Linked DNA regions of Capsicum annuum: region 2 is linked to region 1. The links are chromatin contacts, called in public Hi-C maps. All regions are on one chromosome and are shown on one strand. Each heading gives the region's core, a stretch centred on a gene start, on an enhancer-like site or on the middle of the called end of the contact. The rest is flanking DNA. Distances are from core to core; before and after follow the strand shown. Region 1 holds the start of LOC107842171. Region 2 holds the start of LOC107842157 (protein-tyrosine-phosphatase IBR5).

Region 1 (4,902 bases), core at 748-3,247:
ATAATTGACATGTCTCCTGGTGCTCCATGGATTTTTTTATCTAATAATAGCATACAAAATTAAGCCATCATCAAACACACAAATTTTAGCAAGTCTTAGTCTTAGATAAGAGAACCACAGGTATCAACCAATTAGTGTATCTTTTAAACTAACTATTTTCTCTTTTGATAAATCGCATTATGAGCCCTCTCGCACAAACAGTATTTAGAACCCTATCTATAGAAGCTAGAAGAAGTTTTGGTTTCATATAGATAAAGAAATGAAAATATTGGGGGTCACGGTCTATGCTAGATTCTTTTTCTTTGATAAAATGAATCTGCATTTTTTTGGCATGTAAACTAAAATCTAGTAAGCTAAGGATAATCATAAGGAATGAAGGTAAGTTGTCAACCAAATGCTTTGGAACACCGGAATCCAGGTTTTATGCTGAACCTTAATTCAAGTCACCTTCTGAACTTTTTTTTTTTTTTTTAAGTAAAGATTTTTTTAAAAAAACTTATACCAAGCTGGTTCAGAAGGAAATACAATACAAAACTACAACACTCCCACCAGTTATATTACATGTTTCCACTTCCCCCCTAAAAGTTAAGAAAATTCCAATACCGATCCATCGGACCTAGAGTACTGCTATAACAACTTTTCAGTTAGGAAGAAACTGAAAATCAGCCGCTCAATAGCGACAGGAGCATCCCTATCAATATGATCAAGTAAAAGTTCAGTTTTCTCCTTCAATGAGTGGAACAATCTTTTCATATAATTCAGTTTGAAATCACATCTCACCAATACTTTTACTTTAAACCTCCTATATAAGTTCACGTCCTAGATAAGCTCAAACTTCGTTATCCTATCAAATCACCACTCACCAACACTTCTACTTTAAACCTCCTATATAAGGTCATGTTCTAGCATGGATGGAGCCACCTATATTAAAGGATGGTCAGGTGCACATCTTAGACTAAATTTTAGTTACTATGAGTGTGTATTTAATTTTGCACATCCTTAATGCATCTGAGAAGAAAATTTGCATACTCTTCGACAAATTCCTGGCAGTTCCAGATAAGCTCAAACTTCGTAATATCATGTCAAATCACATCTCATCAATACTTTTACTTTAAACCTCCTAAATAAGGTCACATCCTCAATAAGCTTCGCATACTCTTCGACAAATTCCTGGCAGTTCCAGATAAGCTCAAACTTCGTAATATCATGTCAAATCACATCTCATCATTACTTTTACTTTAAACCTCCTAAACAAGGTCACATCCTCAATAAGCTCAAACTTCGTCATATCCTATCAAATCACCTCTCACCAACACTTCTACTTTAAACCTCCTATATAAGGTCAAACTTCATCATATTCTGTCAAATCACTTCTCACCTATATTTCTACTTTAAACCTCCTATATAAGGCCACGTCCTCAATAATCTCAAACTTTGTCATATCCTGTCAAATCACCTCTCACCAACACTTTTACTTCAAACCTCCTATATAAGGTCAAACTCCATCATTTCCTGTCAAATCACCTCTCACCTATATTTCTAGTTTAAACCTTCTATAGAAGATCGCGTCCTCGATGAGCTCAAACTACAGCATGTTCCCAATACTTCCTTCTACTTTATTTCCAGTATACGAATGACTAATCATAATTTAAATATTATTACTATAAACCTCAAAATTCCCAAACATAAAGCAAATATGTTCCTAAATAAATTAATTCAATAAATTATTAACTGCAAATTTACATAGAGAATTGAGAAAATCCTTACCTTTCTGATAATGATTGGTGATTTATGAGAATTATTGATGGCAAAAATTCTGTAAAATGAAAGTTAATTTTTCAAATTGGGGAAAATCGAAAGAAAAAGGGGTGCGAAGAATAAGTAGGTGGTACAATTTAGAAATTTATGCAGAAATGATTTTAACGTGAGCGGTGGGTGTTGTTTAGCTACGTAAGTGCTGGCGTAAATTCACGCGCGAAACATCTAGAAGTGACGGCTTTGTTAGATTTAAAAGCAACACTAATTTATATTTATAATTAAACACAACACTAACTTTAACTTAAATATGTTATTATTTTCACGATCCATTGAGGTCTGATTTTCTGTATGATTAAATATATGATTTCTCACTTTAATTTGTGCTTCATTTGTTTTAGCTTATGTAACTTTATAAGAGTACTAAGGTCAAATTAATTATTATTTTTTATGTAAATTTAAATAAAAAAAAAATTATATTTAGAATTATATAAAATAAAGGCTTAAATCATCCCTCAGAAAATTTACTTAAACTTGAGACTTGTACCTATCAAACATCTTAAATACTAAAATTGATAGCTATCAAACACAAAATGCTGATTTGACAAAGAGAGTGTGTTACACTTTCATTGGGTGCGTGAATAAGAAAAAAAAATATTTTATTTTTTTTAATTAAAAAATTTATATTTAAATTATTTTATTAATATAATTTTCAATTAATAATAATTTTTAAATTTTTTTTTTTATAAAATGCCCCAGCCTCCTTCCTCCCTCCTTCCTTCCCCATGTTTTCTTCTTCTAAGTGAACAAACACTGTTCTTTGAGCAACAAAATGAAAAAACTCCATTAATATAAAATCAGCAACTCTAACAATAAAATTACTAATCAATAAGATCAAAGATGTGAAAAAAAATTCTTTCTTCTTTTACAAAATCAATTTATTTATTCTTCTTCTTGGCGCATAGAACTTAACCATGGAGTCGACCTTCATTTGTTTATGATTTTTTTTTCAGTTAACCTGATAAAATATTTTGATGACTAAATTATCTTTTCACTGTTGTTACTTCTTATGTGCTGTGCTGAGAGAGAGAAAAAAAGAAGGATTCAAGACATGATCGAATATCTTTGTTTAGAAACCAACTCTTGTCTAGATATAGAATTCACAGGAGTTATTCCGGGTGCCTTAGACCCAAACTAAACTGATTTGATCTATGACTTAAAGTGATGGGGGGTGGGGGTGGGGGTGGGGGTGGTGAAGACGACTGGTGGTCGTGGGGTGATGAAGACGGATTGGCGGGTGGGGAGTGTTTTTTTTTTTTTTTTTTAATTAAAAAATTATTATTAAATGATAATTAAATAGAAAATGGACAAATCAGCATTTTCATAATATAATTTTTTTTTTCTTATTATGTGTTTTTTTCTAATTATCAGTTTTGTCATATCAGCTCGTGTATGTTGTACACACTTGAGTTTTAAGCGGATAGGTCAAAAACAGCTTGATAGGATCAAATTTTGGAGGTTTAGGGGTTTGGGTATAAGTGAATTTTTGAAACAAGTTTGAGAATCTGACAATGATTAAGCCTAAAATAAAATATTTGTGGTCAAAGAAAACATTATTTGACTTTCTACATACCACCATTAATAGATAAAATAATTTCTTCCACTTTTAAATTTCAAACGATACGATTAGGAGTTAGTATATTAAAATTTTAAGTCAGTTCTATAAATTGCTCTCCATTTCTAAGTGTATAGCATCCACAGTAGTTTCATTTATATTGCCTATCAAATAAAAGACATGTTCAAGAAATCATCTAATTCTCCAAAAAGAATCAATTGAAATCATAGATTATTTTTGCTAGATCAATATGTTTTTTTTGGAGAATTAATAAATATTTCTGCTATAAAAAAAAATTAATAAAAAACACTCGATTTTTTAATTAGGACACATAAATTAAAATAAGATAAGTAACTGGGGGTTGTTTGATTAGAAAAAGTTATCTTAAGATTGTACTAATGAGTTATAATACAAAAATTAAATAATGACAAAATTCCTCAACTGATATAATTTTATTAATAGATATTTGAATCGAACTAAAAATAAAGTGTACTCCATAATGTATGATATAACCACATTGTGGGGATTGTTTGAGTAGAAAAAAGCTATCTCAAAATTATACTAATGAATTGTAATACGAAAATTAAATAGTAACAAAATTACTCAGCTAATATAATTTTATTAATAGATGTTTGAATCGAACTAAAAATAAAGAGTACTCCATAAAATATGATATAACCACGCTGTGTTTGTTTTCAACTGGTTTAATTGAGATACACTTTCATTTTCAATCTCAACCTTATCTTTTAAAAAAATAAAATATTGAAGTTGGCAAATCCATTTTAGTGCTTTATACCAAATTAAATAATTTTAAAATTATTATTTCACGTATATAAAAATAAGAAAAAATACTTTATTTTCATCTTGAACTATACGTGAAAAGGTTGAGATACACCTAATTTTAGGAGAGTCCTATTACCTTCCTGAACTAATTAAAATCGTATTTCTGACAACCTTAGTATCTACGTGGCGCACCACGTGTGCCTATGTGGATCCTTCAGTATATTGTGTCACTTAGGCACTAAGATTGTGAAAAATGAAGTTTTAATTAGTACAAAGATAATAGAACCCTCCTAAAATTCGGATTTGTCTCACTCTTCTCGCATATAATTCAAGGTGAAAATAGAATATTTTCTCTAAAACTAATAAAGAAACTATGATATAATACATGATTCTTTTTTAAATAAAAATATTGGATCAAACATGAAATAGACCCCATTTTTTAAAAATATTCCTTTCACCGTTATTTCACATCTACGAACCAATGCATTATAGTAGATCAATTCAAGACAAATAAAATCATCATTTCTTCCTTTTATGCTCAATGTGTTCCTTTCCATGAATATCATCATGTCTAATCTTGTGTGACTATACGTTCATCTTATATTAGAATTGATATCTCGCTATACTCTATGTTGTGAATATATTGGACTTTGACTATTAACATTCACTAACATAATTAAATAAAGAGAAAAGACATAAAGGGTATGTTTGGTAGGAAGGAAAATGTTTTTCATGGAAAATATTTTCCT
Region 2 (4,897 bases), core at 2,357-4,856, 140 kb after region 1:
CTCCAAGTCTCCAAAGTTTTATAGTCCTAAAGTTCCCAAGTCCTTGTATTCCCAAAGTCGTATCCTCCTCAAGATAAAAGCATAAGTTTTGAAAGTTATTGTTTTAAGATTCCTTTTGCTTACAAGCTTTGAGAATAAGAGGAGAATACAGATTTTAGAAATAAGTATAATGACTCATTAGATTTATGCTACATGTTTCATTATTCATGATTTATGAGATATAGATTTCAGATTTATTCAAGCTTTGTGAGTCATTTATATCAGCATGCATGGTTTTATAAAGAGTAATGATATTGTTGACTTAATGCATACACCCTCATATACTCAGTACATCCTTAAAGTACTGATCCACATATATGTCTATGTGCTACATTATCTCATAATGTAGATACAAGATCTAGTAAGCACATTTAGACTCAGACAGTTGCAGATTCCAGCCAGCAAGGTGATGAGTCCTCCTACTTCGGGGACTTCAGTTGTATTTATTTATGTTGTGTCTTTTCTTATTCATATGTATTGATTAGCAATAGTTGGAGTAGCTTCCCAACTATTTATAGTCAGCATAGTAGAGGCTTCACAGATGTCAGTTAGAGTCAGTATTGTAATTTCAGTCCCTCTCTTCAGACTTTATTAGAATGTAAAAGTGGTATCAGTATTGTGTTTTATAGATTTCAGCATTTCTCTATGTTTTTGCGCAGTTAACTCCGTCATTTATTCATATTTAATCAGTTGCTTAGTAGTATGCCATTAGAAGGATTAGCTTGAGATCACTTGTGGTCCTAAGCACCGTGTGACGTCTCGGAACAGATTTTCGGGGCGTTACAAGTTGGAATTTCCTGAATAACGTAATTCAATCCCTAAAAACAAAAAAAAAATAAAAAAATTATTTGAGATGCAACAAGTTTACTCTAAGACAATACAATATTTACAAAATTACTAAGAACATAATACATTAAATATAAGATTATACAAATGTATCTTTAATCTCTACAACATGTATCTCAGCGTGAAAAAATGTATCATGTGTAATTCTACTTCCAATACCATTTAAATAACACAAGAAACATATCAAAGCATTAACAGTAACCCACAGATACAAGTTAATACAACATGTATCTTAGAAATAAAAACATGTATCTATTATATTTAGACTTTAAGTAAAATTGAACAAAACTAGATACAAATCAAAGCATTAATAATCACTCACAGATACACGTCCACTTAACATGTATCTATGTACTTATGAACTTGTATCTTTTGTTATATTAATTTCAATAAAACATAAAACACATAAGATACAAATAACTAAGCAACAAAAAACCAGATAAACAATGAAATTCTAAACATATCATGCAACCCAAAATATGTATCTCGGCCTAACATTCAATAGATCTGAACATGCAATTACCTTGTAAAGTTCATCTCTGGAAATTGCTTCAACAATTCTTCTTTTCTTGGCGGGAGCTTTACTTTCAGGACTGTTGGATCCCCTTTTCTTAGAACCACTTTATTTTTTCTTGTCCTTCTTAGAATGCTTTTACCGCAACTTCTTCATAATTTGGGGATTGTTTCTATGCTTTGATCTATTTTCATCAAAGCCAACAAATTCATAATCAAAATTTTTGGGAACGGAGTTAACAACTTCATGAGATTCTTTGATACTTTCTAATTGAGAAACCCCAAGACTAAAGAAGGTGTCCAATCTCTATTCATAATGGCAATTCAAACAATGAAGCCTAAAAAATAATTAATCGAAGAAATCAAATCACCCAAATTTTACTTTGTAAACTTAGGTGCAAAATAAAATTTTTGAAAAAAAAATGTAAAAACGATTAGAAGAAATTGAAGCGGATTTTAGGGAGGGAAATTACCTTTCTTTAAAGTTTTGAATTGAATGAAGAAGTTGGATAGAAACCGCTCCACAAATTACGACGTACAGAGAGGGAGAAGTGGGTTATTTTTGGTAAAGAATCGGCTTTGTAGTTGGGTGTTTTAACTTGTATCTCAACTTTACCAAAAATTATGAAATGTTGGGATTTAAGTAATTTTTTAGAAGTAGGGGGATTTTTAGAAGTTTAGAAACTTATGTTGTATATTTTGGTAATTTTTCCATATATATTTTCTATAGACTCTAAACTAGTATATATTTAATGTGTACATGTGTATATGCTTTCTAAAATTGTATATATAAAGTGTATATATGTTGTATGTATATTGTTTCAAGTAGTATTTTAAGTAGTATATATATTATATTGTACGTATATATGTGTATATATTTTCTATAGACTCTAAACTAGTATATATTTAATGTATACATGTGTATATGTTTTCTAAAGTAGTATGCATTTAGTGTATATATGTTGCATGTATATTATTTCAAGTAGTATTTTAAGTAGTATATATATTATATTGTACGTATATATGTGTATATATCTTTTTTAGACTCCAAACTAGTATTTATTTAATGTATACATGTGTATACATTTAGTGTATATGTGTTGTATGTATATTGTTTAACATATTTAAAATGTATATGGGTGTGTATATATAGTATATATTGAAAAAAACACGTAAATTCTAATTATTTTTGTACATTTTGACCGTTCAAAACCGGATTCACCCTAAGTGGGCTGGTCCGGTCAATTTCAACATATTTTACTGTTTGGGCCCGAAGTGAACCAGCTCGTTAAGAATGACCCGATACCGGACCGTCCCAGGAACTAGTAAAAAGAAGTGAGTTGGTGTCGGTTTGAACCAAACCGGCCCAGTTGACGCTCTTAATTGAAACCAATAATTTGAATTGAATAAAAAAACTATTAATTTATACTTTATTGATGATTGGTTTTGGTTTAGCAGGTTTGATAATAGTTCTTATTTTTATATTGAATTATTGGTTCTTAATGGTTTGAAGTTTTTTCTTAACGGATTAATCGACAATTCAATAGTAAATTAATAAATTATATTTATACCATTTAATCTATCAAGTTTTGACTTTGGGTTTAGTTTTATACTGTCATTTCTGTCTATCTCAATCGAGCAGGAATATGCAATATCCCAACTTATGAGCGCAGTTCATTTGGTTCTCACCTCGTTTCCAAGTGATTTTTCATGATTTTTAAATTTTAAGGTGTGAAATCTTACAAGTTAAATCGACAAACGAACTGATAAAGATCAATAATCGATAAACAAATAATCAATATAATGATTTAATATGTCTACAGATAAATCTTGAAAACCCCTATAAAATCGTCCAAAATCAAGCTCTCAAAGGTGAAATATTGTGAAAATAGGATTTTTGTCGAGAAGGGGACCTAAATTTGTCCAGGTAAGTAATGACCTTTGCAAACGCGAACCCCTGACCACGAATGCAAAGGTCAACCCAACTCAAATTCTGCCATCACAGACAAAACATCACGAATGCGATGAAGAAACGAACTCGACTCATGAGTTACTCGTTGCAATTGCGGTACCCACCATCGCAATCACGCAAATGTGACATGATTGTAAAATATTAAAAGTTAAATCAATATTTCAGCTAATAACTATTAATAATCAATAAGCAAATAATCAATATAAGAATTTAATACATGTACAAGTCGATAACCAATAAACTTCAAATCTAACCGCGGAAGGAAGGTACATATAGTAGAACAAAGGTTTTATCCATATCCAACGAGTAATCCCTATTGGTTACCCCTTCAAAAAATCCACAACCATTATTACATCTACCGGTATCTATAAATAGCAACTTATATACAACTCCAATTTCACCCAAATTACTGTACTTCACTCCCATCACAAAAATCTCAACTTTCACGTCAAGAACCACAAACCCCACTTCAAATCTTGAAATTTTCTTATCTGGGTCGTTCTTGATTTTGTAATTGAACTCGAAATGAGGAAGAGAGAAAGGGAAAACCCATGTGGGATTTGTGGGCATTATCACAAATATGAAGAAGGTGAAGTGTGTGGGATCTGTGGACATAGAATGCCTGATGTATCTGATAAGGGTAGTACTATACAAGTCAGTGCTTTCCCTTCTGAGATCTTGCCAGAGTTTCTTTATTTGGGGAGTTATGATAATGCTTCTCGTGCTGAACTTCTCAAGACTCTTGGGATTTCAAGGATTCTCAATGTTTGTAATCTTTTCTTATCTTTTGTTGTTTCTTGATTTTATCTGTTTGTTATTGTTGGTTTGATCGTTTGTGTTTTCTTGGATTGACCCCCTGACTCCTCTTTGCGGGATTACCCTGGCTATAAAAAAAGGGCAGCCCGGTGCACTAAGCTACCGCTACCCTGGCTATGTTGTTGTTTTTTCTTAGATTCTTGAAATAGAATTAAGTAGAATGGAATTTGTCAAGAAGATTAATTTAGTCAATTTTCCGCGACTAAGTTTTTTTTTTTAAGATTTTGGAGTGAAATGTACCTAATGGATGGAAAAGATTCATGCAAAAGACCGAAATGAATGAAAAAGGTTCATATAAAAGACCCCAACTATTTCATTTGGAAAGAAATAGAACTAAATAGACTGTATGGGTTAATAGGATTAATCTAATCTGCCATGACTAAGTTGGGTTTTTGAGGCATAGTTGATTGATTGAGTTTTGTTTGGAGTGAAATTGACCTAAATGTAGATGAATGAATGAAACAGATTCATATACATGACCCCAACTATTTCATTTGGAAAGAAATAGAACTAAATAGAATTTCTGTTTTCGTTTGTATCTTATTGGGTTCTTGCAAATAGTTGATTTTGAAAAAAAAAAGGAATAAATAGAGCGGAATGGGTCAAAGAGAACTAAAATAGTCTACCCTATTTAATTTGGTTTTGAGGTATAGCCGATTGATTGAGTTGTTTTTGGAATGAAGTGAACCTAAATGTGGCCGAATAAATGAA

Evidence for each region. Hi-C and Micro-C count contacts between places; a contact is called where the count stands out from the background.
Region 2: a contact with region 1 is called in a Hi-C map of leaf, with 2.5 times the contacts expected there. The contact joins the promoter of LOC107842157 here to the promoter of LOC107842171 in region 1. A contact is called at or near these places in 3 of 5 Hi-C or Micro-C datasets (leaf, pericarp and placenta).

What each region holds. Positions count from the first base shown.
Region 1 is chr9:202,199,705-202,204,606 of UCD10Xv1.1, forward strand. LOC107842171 reads right to left here and starts at 1,998. Exons shown (of 11, transcript XM_016685924.2): 1 at 1,768-1,998; 2 at 1-40. The coding sequence starts at 28.
Region 2 is chr9:202,336,403-202,341,299 of UCD10Xv1.1, forward strand. LOC107842157 (protein-tyrosine-phosphatase IBR5) reads left to right here and starts at 3,607. Exons shown (of 5, transcript XM_016685916.2): 1 at 3,607-4,135. The coding sequence starts at 3,896.